2 separate regions of the Mus musculus genome follow, and region 2 is linked to region 1. The links are chromatin contacts, called in public Hi-C maps. All regions are on one chromosome and are shown on one strand. Each heading gives the region's core, a stretch centred on a gene start, on an enhancer-like site or on the middle of the called end of the contact. The rest is flanking DNA. Distances are from core to core; before and after follow the strand shown.

What was found. A called contact is a pair of places that touch in the nucleus more often than the background predicts.
Region 2: a Hi-C map of embryonic fibroblasts shows a contact between it and region 1, with 1.9 times the contacts expected there. The contact joins the promoter of Itgb6 here to the enhancer-like site in region 1. A contact is called at or near these places in 9 of 484 Hi-C or Micro-C datasets (the N1E-115 cell line, adipose-derived mesenchymal stem cells, cumulus cells and 4 more), 2 of 115 datasets of contacts at active chromatin or transcription factors (embryonic stem cells and extraembryonic endoderm stem cells) and 1 of 9 other capture datasets (adipose tissue).

Annotation. Positions count from the first base shown.
Region 1 is chr2:60,637,230-60,644,117 of GRCm38.p6, reverse strand. All of the region lies in intron 7 of Itgb6 (integrin beta 6), which reads left to right. Among named protein-coding and RNA genes, the nearest start is that of Itgb6, 33 kb to the left of the region's middle. Within about 2 kb of position 4,282, at least 51 of the 459 cell types and tissues checked have an H3K27ac peak or open chromatin away from gene starts, as enhancers often do. A contact at or near this core is called in the N1E-115 cell line, embryonic fibroblasts, extraembryonic endoderm stem cells and 2 more, where this site is marked.
Region 2 is chr2:60,670,888-60,678,379 of GRCm38.p6, reverse strand. Itgb6 (integrin beta 6) reads left to right here and starts at 4,687. Exons shown (of 15, transcript NM_021359.3): 1 at 4,687-4,978; 2 at 5,669-5,748. The coding sequence starts at 4,918.

The DNA.
Region 1 (6,888 bases), core at 3,033-5,532:
TGCATAGTTTTGTGGCCTTAAGCATATTGGCCTTGCCATGCTCAGCGGTCTGTGTTCGATCCAGGGAGATATCTGTGGTGTCACGTGACTCCATCCACATCTTTCTGTAACTGAGGGCACTCAGTTATGTGCAACTGTGCAGCACTGTGGATGATGTCGCTGTACCCTTCCCTGCGTTTACATCATGGATCCACACATCTTTAAGTGAGGCCTCTGAGTCCCAAGGAAATGGCATCTTCAAAGTTACCTTTATAGTTTGGGCAAGTTACTCTTGTATTTCATACTGTCTTACCAGCAATGAAGGATGGAAGCTAAGAAAAACTAAACCAAACCAAACCAAACCAAACCAAACCAAACCAAAGCTTCTCTCTTTTTAGTTACAAACTTGATGCTGCATTTGCACAAAAGAGAGGGAGGGAATGAGATGCAGAAAAGCAGGAGGAAAAAAAAGTCACTCATAAACCAACGCCTCAGACAGAGCTAACCACGGTTGACATTTTAGAATAAGCCTTTCTTCCTTTTTCTTTGAATGTATTTGCATATTTTAACATAATTGCTACCATACTGTACATATTAAGTATGTTCCCATTTTTTAAATGAGTTTATATGTTTATAGTCTTAGAAAGGCATAAGAATTAAATTGTATGAAATTATACATCAATCACTTTTATTAACAAGAATAACATTAGCTCGAAATCAAGGTTACTCTACAATATTCTAAGCCGATGGTTTTTATATTTATAGGATTTCGGCTGTAAAATAAAAACAAACTGAGCCACACCTGGTGGCACAGGTCTGTGTTCCCAGCTGAGTTAGAGGCTAAAGTAGGAGGGTCACAAGTTCAAGGCCAGTCGCAGCAACTTTTAAGAGCTTTCCTCAAAATAAAAAATAGATCTTAGATGTAGCTCAGTGGTAGAACACTTGCCAGTGTTAACAAAGCCCCCGAGTTCAGTGTTTGGTATTACCAAAAGTAAAAATAAGATGGTGTTTGTTCTTTCTCCCCATTAGCCCCTAAACTATAGAGGTAAGTCACTCCCCCCATCCCAGACTTAGTTTTTCACACGTTCTCATGTTATGTGCTTTCTCTTTGTTTCCCATGAGCAAATTTTAACATTCATAAAGCCAAGTAATTACTTTTAGCATCTATTTTCACATCTCTGACCGTGTCGCTTTGCTCAGGACTTCACTATCTGTGGACCTAAGTCTGCACCTCAGAGTGCTGTGTTACTCCGCTCTCTGCTTTCTCTAGGCATTCTCATGGTTGTAATGGCTATCGTGTGTGTCACTGCTGGGATGGCCAAATCCCAACAGTGCACACGGGGCACTTGCCAACCATATGGAGCAGTCTAACTGGCCTAACTGTAACGGATTATCTTCCACTCAGTAGGCACTGCCTTTTCAACACTCACTAGAGCATTGACCCAAGAGAGCAAGTTAAACCGGTGGCCCACTGGACATAAAGCTTGGGAGAAATATGTATTTTAATTTCATGCCCAATTTTCAGAGAGAACCTAAGATATACTAAAAGGGCCTAATTCTAATAAGAGTTGAATACTTTGTACTCCCTGCGATATTGAATTGTCAGAAAGTAAACAGAAAAATTAAAGAAAAGAAAAACAGCTGTTGAATTTGAATAGTTTGGACATCCTTCATTCATTATTTCAGGGGCTGGAACACTTATTTCATAGGATTGAAAAGATTTTTTGTTCATAAGACGCAGAATAGGTAGTTAAAATTGAATTTCAAATAAACAACAAATCCTTTTTAGTAAAAATATGTCCCGTGCAATACTGATGATATCTTAAATTAGAAAATGTTCATTGTTTAGTGGAACCCAACTAAAACTTGCATATTGGTTACCTTTGTACCACTATGGCGACAGCTCCCAAGGAAACAGGTTGCAAAAGGACAGAGTTATTCTGGCTGACAGTGTCAAAGGTTTCAGCCCATCACAGTAAGAAAGTCTAGAGGAATTCCACATGGTGCAAATGGCGTTCACATCACAGAAGAACAGGAAGCAAGAGGAGGCAGGTGACAGAGGCTACCCACAACCTTCAGAAACCCCTCCCTAGGACCTTACTTCAGTCATCCTGCTCATTCCGCCCCAGCCACTGCCATCTCCTAGGGGTTCGACAACTAGGCAGGTTCCACCTGCCAAACAGCACCAACCACTATAGAACAAGAGTTCAAAGCAGAAGCCTGCAGGAGTCATCAGGGTTCAAACCATACCATGCTCTATTTTCTTTGGGAGCCTGTTGGTAAGGGTCAAAGGTCATCCAAGCCTTCTGAGTTATGAGCATACAGCTCTACCATACTATATGAAGATTCATGGGCTCCTGTTATTATAAAAATGGGTGACAGGTCATAGCTTGCTCATTCATTCATTCATTCATTCATTTAATAGTTTGTGTGCTTTATACTTACGGGGCACTGGGAGAACAGAGAATATAAGGCAGGTTCTGTCCTTGTGGGCTTAGTCTACTGAAGGGAAGTGGACAAAAAAAAAGGACAAATGAAGAAATAACAAAGAGTGACTTTTAAATGTGCTGCCCAAGGAATGGAAGGGAATGGTGTTCAGCAATGGAGAACAGCCAAATGGAAAGACTGAGAGTTTTCCATGAAGAGGATCTTCAGAGAAGACTCCATCCAAGAGGGGTTGTGCTAGCAACCAGAAAGTTGAGAGGCATCGAGAATAGACACATGCAAAGGCCCTGGGGTAGCAAACAACCCATCCCCAGAATATACAAGGAACAGAATAAGAACATTCAAAAGTCAGTCAGCTTGGAGTGACCTAAGGTAGAAGGAGAAGGCAGGTCCACGGAGAGCAGACACTCAAAATATACCACTTTTGTAGCAAAGCAGAGATGCCCACACAAGCGTATGGCTGGCTGAATACTGAACACTTCATAAGACTAACATTATATTATAAGATATAATGTCCTTATTTTCCAAGTCACAGACTATTGTTTACATATGGTTCTCAATTGTTGGTTCTTATCAGACTGTCCTAGGCAGCTTTTAAAAGCCAAATTATTACTCAGGCCACATCCTGACCTGATTAAATTGACACCATTGGATCAGACACTGAGGTCAGCATCTTCCCATTTCCTCTGTATAGCCAACCATTCTGCACCTTATGAACACGCAGGCTCTGATGCAGATGTCTATGTGATATGTCTATAACTCAGCATGTGTGACAAGCTCCAAGGAGATGCTGATGCTCTGGTCCATTTGCAGCACTTGGAGTGCGGAGGCTCATGGCTCTGTAGCAGTCCTTGCACACACTCTGTTTGTTATCTTCTTGTCCCCTCTATAACCTTCCTTCCAGCGATTCTTCAAAGTTTTATTACCTGTCCATTGCTCTGCAGAGCACACATGCTGTTACTGAAACCCATCTCCCCTTTCATTTTAAAAGGCCTTTCTAAAGCTTAGAGAGTCTGGACGTTCATTCTGTAGCCAAGGTGTGCCCTCCATCTCTGAAAGCAGGCTAATCTCATTAAGAGGAGCCATGAAGTGTCCTGGGTAACAAATACTCCACACAGCCCCTTTGTTCTCAGAATCTCCTCCACTCGGATGCCTGTGCGCATCTGTTTGTCTCGTAACAGTCTGCACTGCAGCCCACTCGTTTTTCCCTTATCACAGTGATTGCTCTAGAGTACTCGCTCAGCTGTGTGTGTGCTACTGCTCTTGGCTGACATTCCGGGCAGACTGGGAGAAAGACAGGTAGTGCTCAAAAGTTCCAAGGCTGACTACCTAGTCATTGCTGGTACCGACTTCAAGATCAAGCACCTGATTTAATTAGCACACTCCCATCTTGCCTGCCTGCCTGCCTGCCTGCCCGAGGAATGCTGACAATGGAAAGCCTGAAGTCAACGCAGATATCATGCAACCCAGAGACAGACAGTCATGCCACTCTCTTGCCAGAAACAATGACAGGTTCCTCTTGGAATCTTGGGTGTCCTGGTAACAGAGGGAAGCTTAGGGGTAAACTTTTGCATAATACCCAGAGCCCTGCGTTTACTGATAATGGACAATGAGAACTGGGGAAATAAAAACCTCACAAGAATGAATGAAAGGCCCTGAAGCAGAAAGCCTTTGCAGTTGAACTCGGAATCATTTATGTCAGCAGGTCCAGGCTCCAATTCTGGAAGAATCACATGCTTTTCCACAGAAGCAAGGCTTTACCACCAAGGACAAGATAAATAAGAGAGTACTGGTTTCCTGGGTACTACCCCATCTAGCCCCACCCAGCTTTTCATTCCTTCCTACGTTTCTTTTGAGCCGCAGCATTCGAGTTTGACATTCCTGCACTGGGTAGGAAAGTGTTTTAAAATCTGAGTCACTAAGCATACATAGAGGGCATTGAGATCTTAACTTTCTAATGAGACACCCTTGCTCATTTGCTGTTGGCATTTGTACCCATCCCTCCCACGGCAACCTAATAGAAGACAGCGAGCGTTGGCCTGGAGCCACAGTCTGCTTCCACCACCTAAACTTTGGTGCCTGGGCAAGATACCACCTGCCCTGATTCAACTAAAGGTGTAAGGCTAAAGCGAACAACGCATACACCCCTCTGTTCTGCACGATGCCCCCCCAGAAAAGTATCCAACTCCCATTACTAGAGATGTGACCTTAAGTAGGCTCAATGGGGACAAAATCACCATGTATCACACATGGACTCTTAATCTAACAGGAACAGTGTTCTTTCATGGAGGCACAGAGTGTCAGATGCTTGAGGCGAAGGCACCGTGGGACAATGGAATTAGGGAATCCGTGTTTCTGGTGGCTTGGCATGGAGTATATTTTCAGGTGCTTCTTTGCCGTCTGCATGTCTTCTTTGGTGAGGCATCTGGGAGGGTCTTCAACTCCTTTGAAAATAAGATTGTTTTCTTGTTGAGTTTTAAGAGGTCCTCCGAAGTAACAGAGCTTTATGTGATGTATCCTGTGGCTTGTCTTCTCGTTCTCTTAAATTGTCTTTTCCGTATCATAACTGTTTTTCCTTACACCTAGCTCATCTTTCATCTACCTCGTGGATCAATTTTTTCAGTATGGTAGCAAAATGTCATCACCCAAAGTCAAGACCATCTAAAATTTCTCCTGTGATATCTTTTATGAGATATGTTTTTCAGTCTTTCAAGTAGGCTAGTCTCCTTTTGGAGTTAGATTTTACCAAGGGTGGGATGCACATATGTGTGTAGATTCGTTTGTGGTGTGCATGGACAGTTGTTCCAGTACTATTTGCCAAGAAGACTACTTTTGCTTCTTCATAATGTTCTTGCTTGTTGGGAAAGATCCATTGATTTTACTCTGTTAGCCAGTTTCTGGGCTTCCTGTTCTTTTTAATTGATCTATTTGTCGATACCATACTTTTTGAGGACTGGAGCTTTATAGTAAGTCTTGAAGTTCACTTCCTCTACTTCAGTTGGCTATTCTGGGCCTTTTGCTGCTTCTTATAGACTTTAGCATACGTTTATTGAGATCTACAAAATAACTTGTTTGTACTTTGATGGGGGCAGCATTAGATCTATAGATGGAATTCTTCCTTTGAAGTCTTATTCATCACTCTTTCTATGGGTAGTGATTTTTGTTTTCTACTTAAAACTTTTATTTTTTTTTTTAGCCCAAGCCCAGGAGGGTTGTGGTGGTTTGAGTGAGAATGTCTCCATAGGTTCACAGACTTGAATACTGGGTCCCTAGTTGGTGGCATCATTTAAGGGGCTTAAGAGGTGTGGCCTTGCTAGAGGAAGTATGCCACTTAAGGGCAGTGAGCATTGGAAGCTTTGGGCTTCTTCCTACTCTCAGTGGGTATATGCTATGTGTGCACTATAGAGAGAAAAATATAGGATGGGAGAATACTTATTAGGAAGAAGTAAAGATAAAGAAGTGAGAAAAATCTTTGTTAGATTAGATGAAATATTTGTGAGCAGATTAGATCCGAGCCAACATCCTGGTAAATGCATTTCAGTAAACTATAGTTAACAAGTATATTTTGAGGTAGACTACTGATACAACGATGAATAAGTGTTGCCGAGATTAAAAACAGTGCTGTGCATAAGATAAAGTCGTGGTACCCGTGATACATTACTGAGGCTGCATAGAGAGGAACAAGCAAGCACAAGCCCAGACGGAAACCAGCAGTGGCTGCTAAGCACTGAGTTTCCTAAGTTGTTTATGCAAGCTTCCAGGGGATGTGTGGAACGTTGATAACTGATTTCCTCCATTGAACAAGAGACATGAAGAGTGTGGTCAGTAGAAAACCATGGCCAATGAGCTTGGAGGTAATGAGGAGTCTTCGAGACTGTAGCCATGTTACAAGAGGAGGATGTGGAGAGATCTAGGCTTGAATCACCACCCTCCAGGGCAAAAAAGCAAATCAGGAGGGCCTGAAAGACGACAGTTAATACTAAACTTCCACCCAGAAGTCAGTGGACCTCTTGAGAGTTCCTCTAGAGGAAGTGCACCAGAGCAGGAATGGACATCCTGTCAGGAGCTGTCTGTCCCTTGCAAGGCAGAAATGTCAAGAGCCCTCCCATAGCAAAGAATGCTTACCAAGGTCCTCAGTCATTCTATCAGAGGAGAAAGCCACTCCCTGCCAGTCCACAGGTGACATAGGTAATCATGCATCCCCCTGCTCTTAGCCAAGCCAATGTGCATACCTAAAACTGGTCTGACAGCTGGGCACTGAGTGCCACTGAGTGTGGAGATGCTCTCTGAAGAGGAGGTCGGAGTGTTAGGGGATAAATTTAGACACGGTGTTGTCCGATGGCTGCCGGCTGAGCGATCCCTTGCCACGTGCAAACACGCACTGTTAAGCAAACAAGTCATCCTTTTTTGAGATGGAAGCAGAGTGAACAAATAAATAGGAAAACCCAGGTGATCCAAAAGAGC
Region 2 (7,492 bases), core at 3,438-5,937, 34 kb before region 1:
CCGGGCTAATTGCAATTCTCCTGACCAGGATGGAAGTGTTTATATGAAATAGTGCATTAAAAGTCCAATGCGATTCAAAGGTACTCAATCTCAAAGTCCAACTGGGTTTTTCCAATTTCCCCCAGGACCTCGGTGCCTGCATCCACTTGGCAGAAGGGCATGAGATACTGTGCACCAGCCCCACTTACATCCCATTTGCAAGGGCAATCACTAGAGCTCTTAGTCACAAAAGAGGCTGAGGAGTAGTTCCCTGTCTTGTAAGAAGAGGTGTTTGGTGGCAGATAGAATCCCAGCAAAAATTTTAGAGACAGGGCAATTGGAAAGCTGTGTAGATGCCCCTGATGCCAAGTTGTCCACAGGGACTGACACTGGAAACCCATGAGGTTTGAGAGGAGACATCTCTGGAGCCTGGGATGCCTCTGGAGATGGCCATCAGAGCTCGGTATAAGTCACCTTATTGATGCGAGATCTTTTCTCCCAAAGCAATGTTGAAAAGCCACATACATGTTCAGTGTGAAGAAAGAAGCACGACTTGAGGAGATTGTCACAAACCAGGAAGGGCTGAGGGGCCTCTGGGGTTTCTATGTATTGCCAAGCCTGTCACGGATTCATGGGTACTGTCTGAGACACGATATGTCTGTGTCAGAGATAAAGGACTTTATCGCTCACAGCCAAAGCAATGGCCAGAGTGTCAGCACGTTCTGTTATCTGTCATCCAATCTCAGTTCTCCCAAGACGACACAAAAAGAAAGAGATGCCTACAGATGGTGTAGGCTGGGCTCCGAGACAGAAAGCCTGGGTTAGAGGACTCAAGCCTTTCATAATGGGCATTCAGCAAGCATGCCTGCCTTCTCTCTCTCTCTCTCTCTCTCTCTCTCTCTCTCTCTCTCTCTCTCACACACACACACACACACACACACACACACACACACACTTTGCAAGGTGTAAGCACACTTGTCCATTAGTCTGGACAGAGACACAATTTGGAACTTTCAAAGCCGTAAGCAATTCCCCGTGGGCCTTAAAGAGAGACTCTATGTCTCTCCTTAGAGACTGCCCACTTAAACTTTCCAGGATCCAGAACAAACACAGCCATTGGCTCAGCTGGCAAGAAGAGTCAGAGAATTGAAACATGAGAGATAGTCAGAGAATTGTATGGTAACAAAAGACACTTCCTCCCTGGCAAGATGGAGTGTGTGTTAGTTAGCAGTTTCCTTTATTCTGGGCCACTCCTTTCACTGTTAGATACAGCTAGGCCCAGGCCTGGGGCTGTTCCACACTCATGTCCACTTTCTCCCAGATCTCATTCAGACTCCTGTATTCGAACATCTTCAGCCCCATAGTTGTTAGTCCAAGATGATGTACCCAGTTCTATACTTTGTATTTTGACACTGCCCCAAGTTCCAGGCTTTGATGTCTGTTTGCATTCACGGTATGGGAGCTCAAACAATCGTGGTTTGTTTTTTTTTTAATTAGATTTTTTTTTATTTACATTTCAAATGCTATCCCCTTTCCTAGTTTCCTCTCCAAAATAATCCCCTATACCCTCACCCTCACCCTGCTCCCCAACCTACCCACTTCCGATTCCTGGCCCTGGCATTCCCCTGTACTGGGGCATATAATCTTTGCAAGACTTAGGGGCCTCTCCTCCCATTGATGGCTGACTAGGCCATCCTCTGCTACATATGCAGCTAGAGACACGAGCTCTGGGGGTGCTGGTTAGTTCATATTGTTGTTCCACCTATAGGGTTGCAGACCCCTTCAGCTCCTTGGGTGCTTTCTCTACCTTCTCCATTGGGGGCCCTGTGCTCTTGATACTCATCTTCCATATGAAGGCTGCTTCCCCTCGCTAACCTCTCAGTCAAGAGCAGCACCTCTCAGGGTGATAAACATTTCTTCCTTTCACATGTACATCTAATCCTTGAACACAGTCCACTTCCAGATCTATCTTGAATCCCAGTGCCTCTCTACTCACATATCAACAGCTTAGCCCCAACTAGCACCATGTCTATCCCTGTGAACATCCCTTTCATGATGGGCAGTCAGCAAGCATCCGAAAAACCTCTCTTGACTTCCTTCCCTAAATAGCAGAACACACCCCTCTCACCATACACCCATCAGCACCTTTAACTCAGCTCTATTACTGCCCACAGCCCAGATCCCTGTCCCTCCCTTCCCTCACTGACCCACCCTAAAATAAATGCTGTCTGAAGAAAACACTTGTTTCACTTCATTTCATTTATTTTCCTAGCATAACCTCTGCTTCAAGAATAATACCTGGGGCTGGAGACAGAGACAGCTCAGGAGTTGAGAGCATTTGCTGTTCTTGCAGAGGACTTGGTTTGTATCTTAGACCCACCCGGCAGCTCACAACTGTCTGTAGTTTCAGTTCCAAAAGATCTAATACCCTATTCTGGGTTCTGTGGGTAGTGGGCACGTAGCACACTTAGGTATGTGTAGGCAAACATTTATAGAATAAAATAAAAATAAATAATAAATTATTATTTTTTTAAATTTAAAGTGTCATATCTGCATTGGGGAAGTCAGAAGAGTTTTCTCAAAAACAGGAAGGACCCATCTGGGGGGACAGCTGACCAGACAAGCCAGATAACAGAATTTTGATCCCTGGAATCCACATAAGAGCTGGAGGTAGTGGGGTATATACACCTATAATCCCAGCACTCCTATGGCGAGATGGAAGGGAGAGATGTGAATGGGCTGGAGGTTTTCTTGGCCAGCAACAGAAACTATGAAAGAAACCCCACTTCATCAAGGAAGCAAAGAACCAACTCCAAAAAAGTTGTCCTCTGACATTCATGTTATCACACATGTATACCGGCAGCCATTCACACACACACACACACACACACACACACACACACACACACACACACACTGGTCATACACACACACACACACTGGTCATACACACACACACACTGGTCATACACACAGGCACACACACACACACACACACCACAGGTACAGACACACACATACACACTGGTACATATACACAGGCACATGTGCTCGCACACACACACACACACACACACACACTGAATAGTTGAGAACAAAACATACCAAACAAAAGAGTGGAGCCAGAAAAGGATGGGAGGGAGGGATGGAGAGATGATAGTTACTGGGTACCAGTATGCCATTTGAGAAGGAATAGTGTCTAATATTCTAAAACACAGCAGGACAACTTTGGTTGGCAATAATTTATTGAGTATTTAAAAAAAGCTATCACAGAAGATTTCAAACATTCCCCAAGGAAATTACACACACACACACACACACTCTACCCTAAGGGTGCATTCAACTGTTGTGTCAATTAAAAATAAAAGTATATCTTAAAAGGACATATCTGGCACAAATGCTCAGAAAACATTTGTCAATGGGTTTTCAAAATGGCGGCCACATCATAGGCAGAGAGTCATAGTCCCACCATCCTTCAAATGCAGGCACACATTTCACACACTGTTTTTTCTCTCTCAAAGTCTCAGTTTTCAGCTCTCTAATCTGGATTCTTACAGCAGGAGTCTTTCTGTTTTCTTCCTGGGTTTTGTATATGACAGAGTTGAAAACTGAATATAGGCTGCTGGAAAAAAAAATCTAAGTAGTCTATAATTTGTTTTCTTCTCTTTCCAGGTTTCTCACGCTTGCCTGGAAACATACCTTCAAAAGACAGTCTCCCAGGACGTGAGCCCAGACAGAAAGGAGCCTGCCTGAGGTCAGATGGCTTAGCGTGACGGAGCATTTGATTCCTACCTGCTCACAGTTTCTACAAATCCCAAACGGCCCCTGAAGGGAGGGTGGGGGCTAGGGGGCGGGGGATACAAACCTCACAGATTTACCTGTAGAATATACACATTTTGAGCTGTCATCCACATAACAAGTAAATGATTCATATGTGTCAAGCCAGGGGCTGGAAGCCTTTCCTTTCGTTTATATTATTTTAACCTTGTTTATCGTAATGTTTTGTTTGCTTGCGGTCTTGGTGTTTGATGGACCACGGGACCTTCCTTGTGCCACCAAATGCTCTCCTTGGTCACCACCCTGGAAGAATGCTCTCGAGACAGAGATTCAGAGTCGTGACTGCTGTTGTTTCTCTCTCCGGTGTTTCTATTGTGCTGAGGCTTTATTTTGGTCTAGTTGATCTTCATATACAGTGCTTTTAATACGCTTTTAAAATTAAGAACTCTAAAGGTGTGAAAAATAGCTCTTATATAATTTGAAAGATAAGAAAACAGTGTTTTTTGTTCTACTTTGCCTAACTTCTAATTTGACTGTAAAATAATGTTTATATTTTTCAGAGCTCATTTCAATTCTCTGCAGAGGCTCTAACATGAAAACCAAACCTCTCAGGTATTTTAACTTGTTTTTTTTTTTTTTTTCTTAAGCTTCCTTACATTTAAGCTTAACTTCTGTGTTTCATTTCACATCCTTACAGCATTAAATTAAAATTGTTATGAACACCATACATTTAAATCGGTCTTTTGACAGTTCATTGATTAACATTTCACTAAAGAGGCTCATTTGCTCTAGGATACAGTACAGCTAATAGAATTGACACACATGCAAACGTCTCCTGCACTAAGTCTCCCCACCTTCCCGGGCACTGTACACCTGACTTCCTTATAAGGTGAATGAGGAAGTGAACATGTTGAAGTTGCTTTTAAACACAGCTTTTCTGCTTTGCCTGTCCAGGTAGCTTCTGTTTTCATTTTAGTCTTAGTGAAAGGTTTTGAATTTACAGCTCAAGTTACTTTTCAAAGCAGTGTGAGTAGTTTTACTTAAAAAACAAAACAAAACCAAAAACCCCGGCAAGAAAGACTTTCACGGCTTCCAGCTTTGGTCTTGTAACCCTGAAGGTAATTCATTTTTAATCTGTCTGCACAGTGAAAACTGAACCGAATGGGGATTGAGCTGGTCTGCCTGTTTCTGCTACTTCTAGGAAGGAATGATCACGTCCAAGGTAAGCCTGAAGCTCTCTCAGATATCGCTCTCATCGTAAGCTTGACAAACTGTCATTTGCTTCAGAAAACAGACCTGCAGTCATTTTTCATTTGATCTGTCTGATGGCTCTCGTGCCACTGAGACACTTTCACAAACTACAGGCAGACGTAGAGCATTTCCCCCAGTGAATGTTCTAGGTACAAGGTAAATAAACACAAAGGCTTCACGGGAATTTTAATGAGGAGGATTAGACAGAGTTCCTGAACAATGGGACTTGTGAGTGTTGTCCGGATAGCCACTTCAGAAGCTTTTCTGTTTTGTTGCACAACAAGGCCGTCCACCTGGGAGTCACAATCATGAGAGTGGAGGATTCGGCAACAGAAATGCTGAATTTATAAGAGAACCCTTTTTAATGCGTACAGACATGTTTTTGAAATTAAGCGGCAGGTGTTGAACAGGAGGCTAAATGCGATGATTCTGTACTGAGCAGTTAGACACGGTTGCGGTCTGAGACACTGTTTTACATGATGTAGATGTTTCCATTGTGATGGGTCTAAGCTATAAACTTTGATGTGAGTTACTAGCCTTCAGAGGATTACTTTTATAAAGTAAATTTTTAGATAGCTTCGCTCTAGTAAGAGGGGTTAGTCCCCTAAGCTGGATGAAGGAGTGGGCTTTAATCCTTGCCTCTTGCTGGCTTTGCTCTTAGGTGGCTGTGCCTGGGGTGGTGCAGAAAGCTGCTCAGACTGCCTGCTCACAGGACCCCACTGCGCCTGGTGCTCCCAGGAGGTAAATCCCTGGCTCTCACCCTGTTTCTAACACTGTTTCTACATCAGTTAGCATCCTCAGCGAAAGCGCTTCTCTCAGTGCGGTTGAATGAGTAACAAGTTTAAGAAAGGAACATGAGGGTCAGTGGACCAAAGTCGGATTCATCTATACTTTGGAAACAACTTACTGAAGGAACGGATGCCAAATTGTTCTTTAAAACCTGAACATCCTTTACTAAATCTAGACAGTTCTTTTATTTAACTTAATTACTTTATTTATTTATTTATTTTTATTTTTGAGACAAGGTCTCACTACATAGCCCTGGCTGTCCTGGGGCTCACTATGTAGACTAGGCTGCCCTGGAACTCACAGAGAGGTGGCTGCCTCTGCCTGGCCAGTGTTGCCAGCCACCTGGTTACTTCTCTTGCTATAAAGTCTTCCTAGTTGTTTGCTGGTGTAACATTCTGTCTGGATAATTGGTGGCCACAAAGATATTGTCCAAAGTGAAGCAGACATTGAATGTTGATACAATGTAGTTGTGTTCGCATCAGGGACCCGAGATCCGGTGTAAGTCTGTGCTAGGTACTTCGAGAAGGGAAATCTACGATTCAGCCATCAGCCAATTCCTGTACAAAGTCATGAACAGAGTGAGCACAGGAAACTCTCAAGTGGTGGTTCTCAACCTGTGGGTCAGGGTCCCTGTCAGGGTTGGATGACCTTTTCACGGGGGTCGCCTAAGATCATTGGAAAACACATGGATTTACATGACAATTCATAACAGCAGCAAAATTACAGCTGTGCAGTATAAACCAAAATAATTTTATGGGCGGGGCTCATCACAACACACTGTATTAAAGGGTTGTGGCATTAGGAAGGTTAAGAACCACTGCTTTAAAGAAATGGTCCTAGTCTGGTCAGAGTGAAACTTGCGTGAAGAAGTGTGGAGGCCATGAGGGCTAAATAACAAGACAGACCAAGTCCCAGCCTATGTTGTGATGAAGAGAGCAAGGTGTAGTGTAAATGATTCACACTAAGAAAAAGCAGTCTTGGTTTTCTGGATTTTTAAGTCCCATCCATTGGAAAGAATCTAAGTGCCAATCAAGGCTTACAAATGCCAACAGCAAAAGCCAAATAGCATGCAAAGGGAAAGGAATCTAGATGCCTGGATCAGACCTGGGCTGTAACTATTTGCACCCAAAGTCCCCACTTATTACACATCTGTGGAGGGTTGCATCACATGCAGAAGCATAAACCATGCACCCCGCCCCCCAGTGCCCCACACTACCTTAACTGCTTAGGCCACAAATAAAATTCAAGGCAATTATTCTCTTATAAGGTTTAACATGAAATGCAGGGTTGAGAATATTCAACAAGGAACAAGTCCATAGACTCTTTGGACACTGTCTAGAAGATAATATTAGCTTCATGGCAGAGACAAAGAATACTGTGTCAATCTGGAGTTTATGTTTACTTTGTGTGTGTGTGTGTGTGTGTGTGTGTGTGTGTGTGTGTGTGTGTTACCCATGGAGGCCAGAAAACAAAATCAGATCCCCTGGAACTACACTTATAGGTAGTTGTGAGTTCCTTGACATGGTGCTGGGAACTGAACTTGGGTCTTCTAGAAGTATTGTTAGCTGTTGACCTCTCTCTCCAGCACACTAGAATGTATAATTAAATTCATTTTTTAGCATAATCGGGTGTTTCCTAAGGTGTTACTGAGGGTTTTAGTTGTAGCTGGTCAAGTGATCATCAAGTTTTAAGGCCA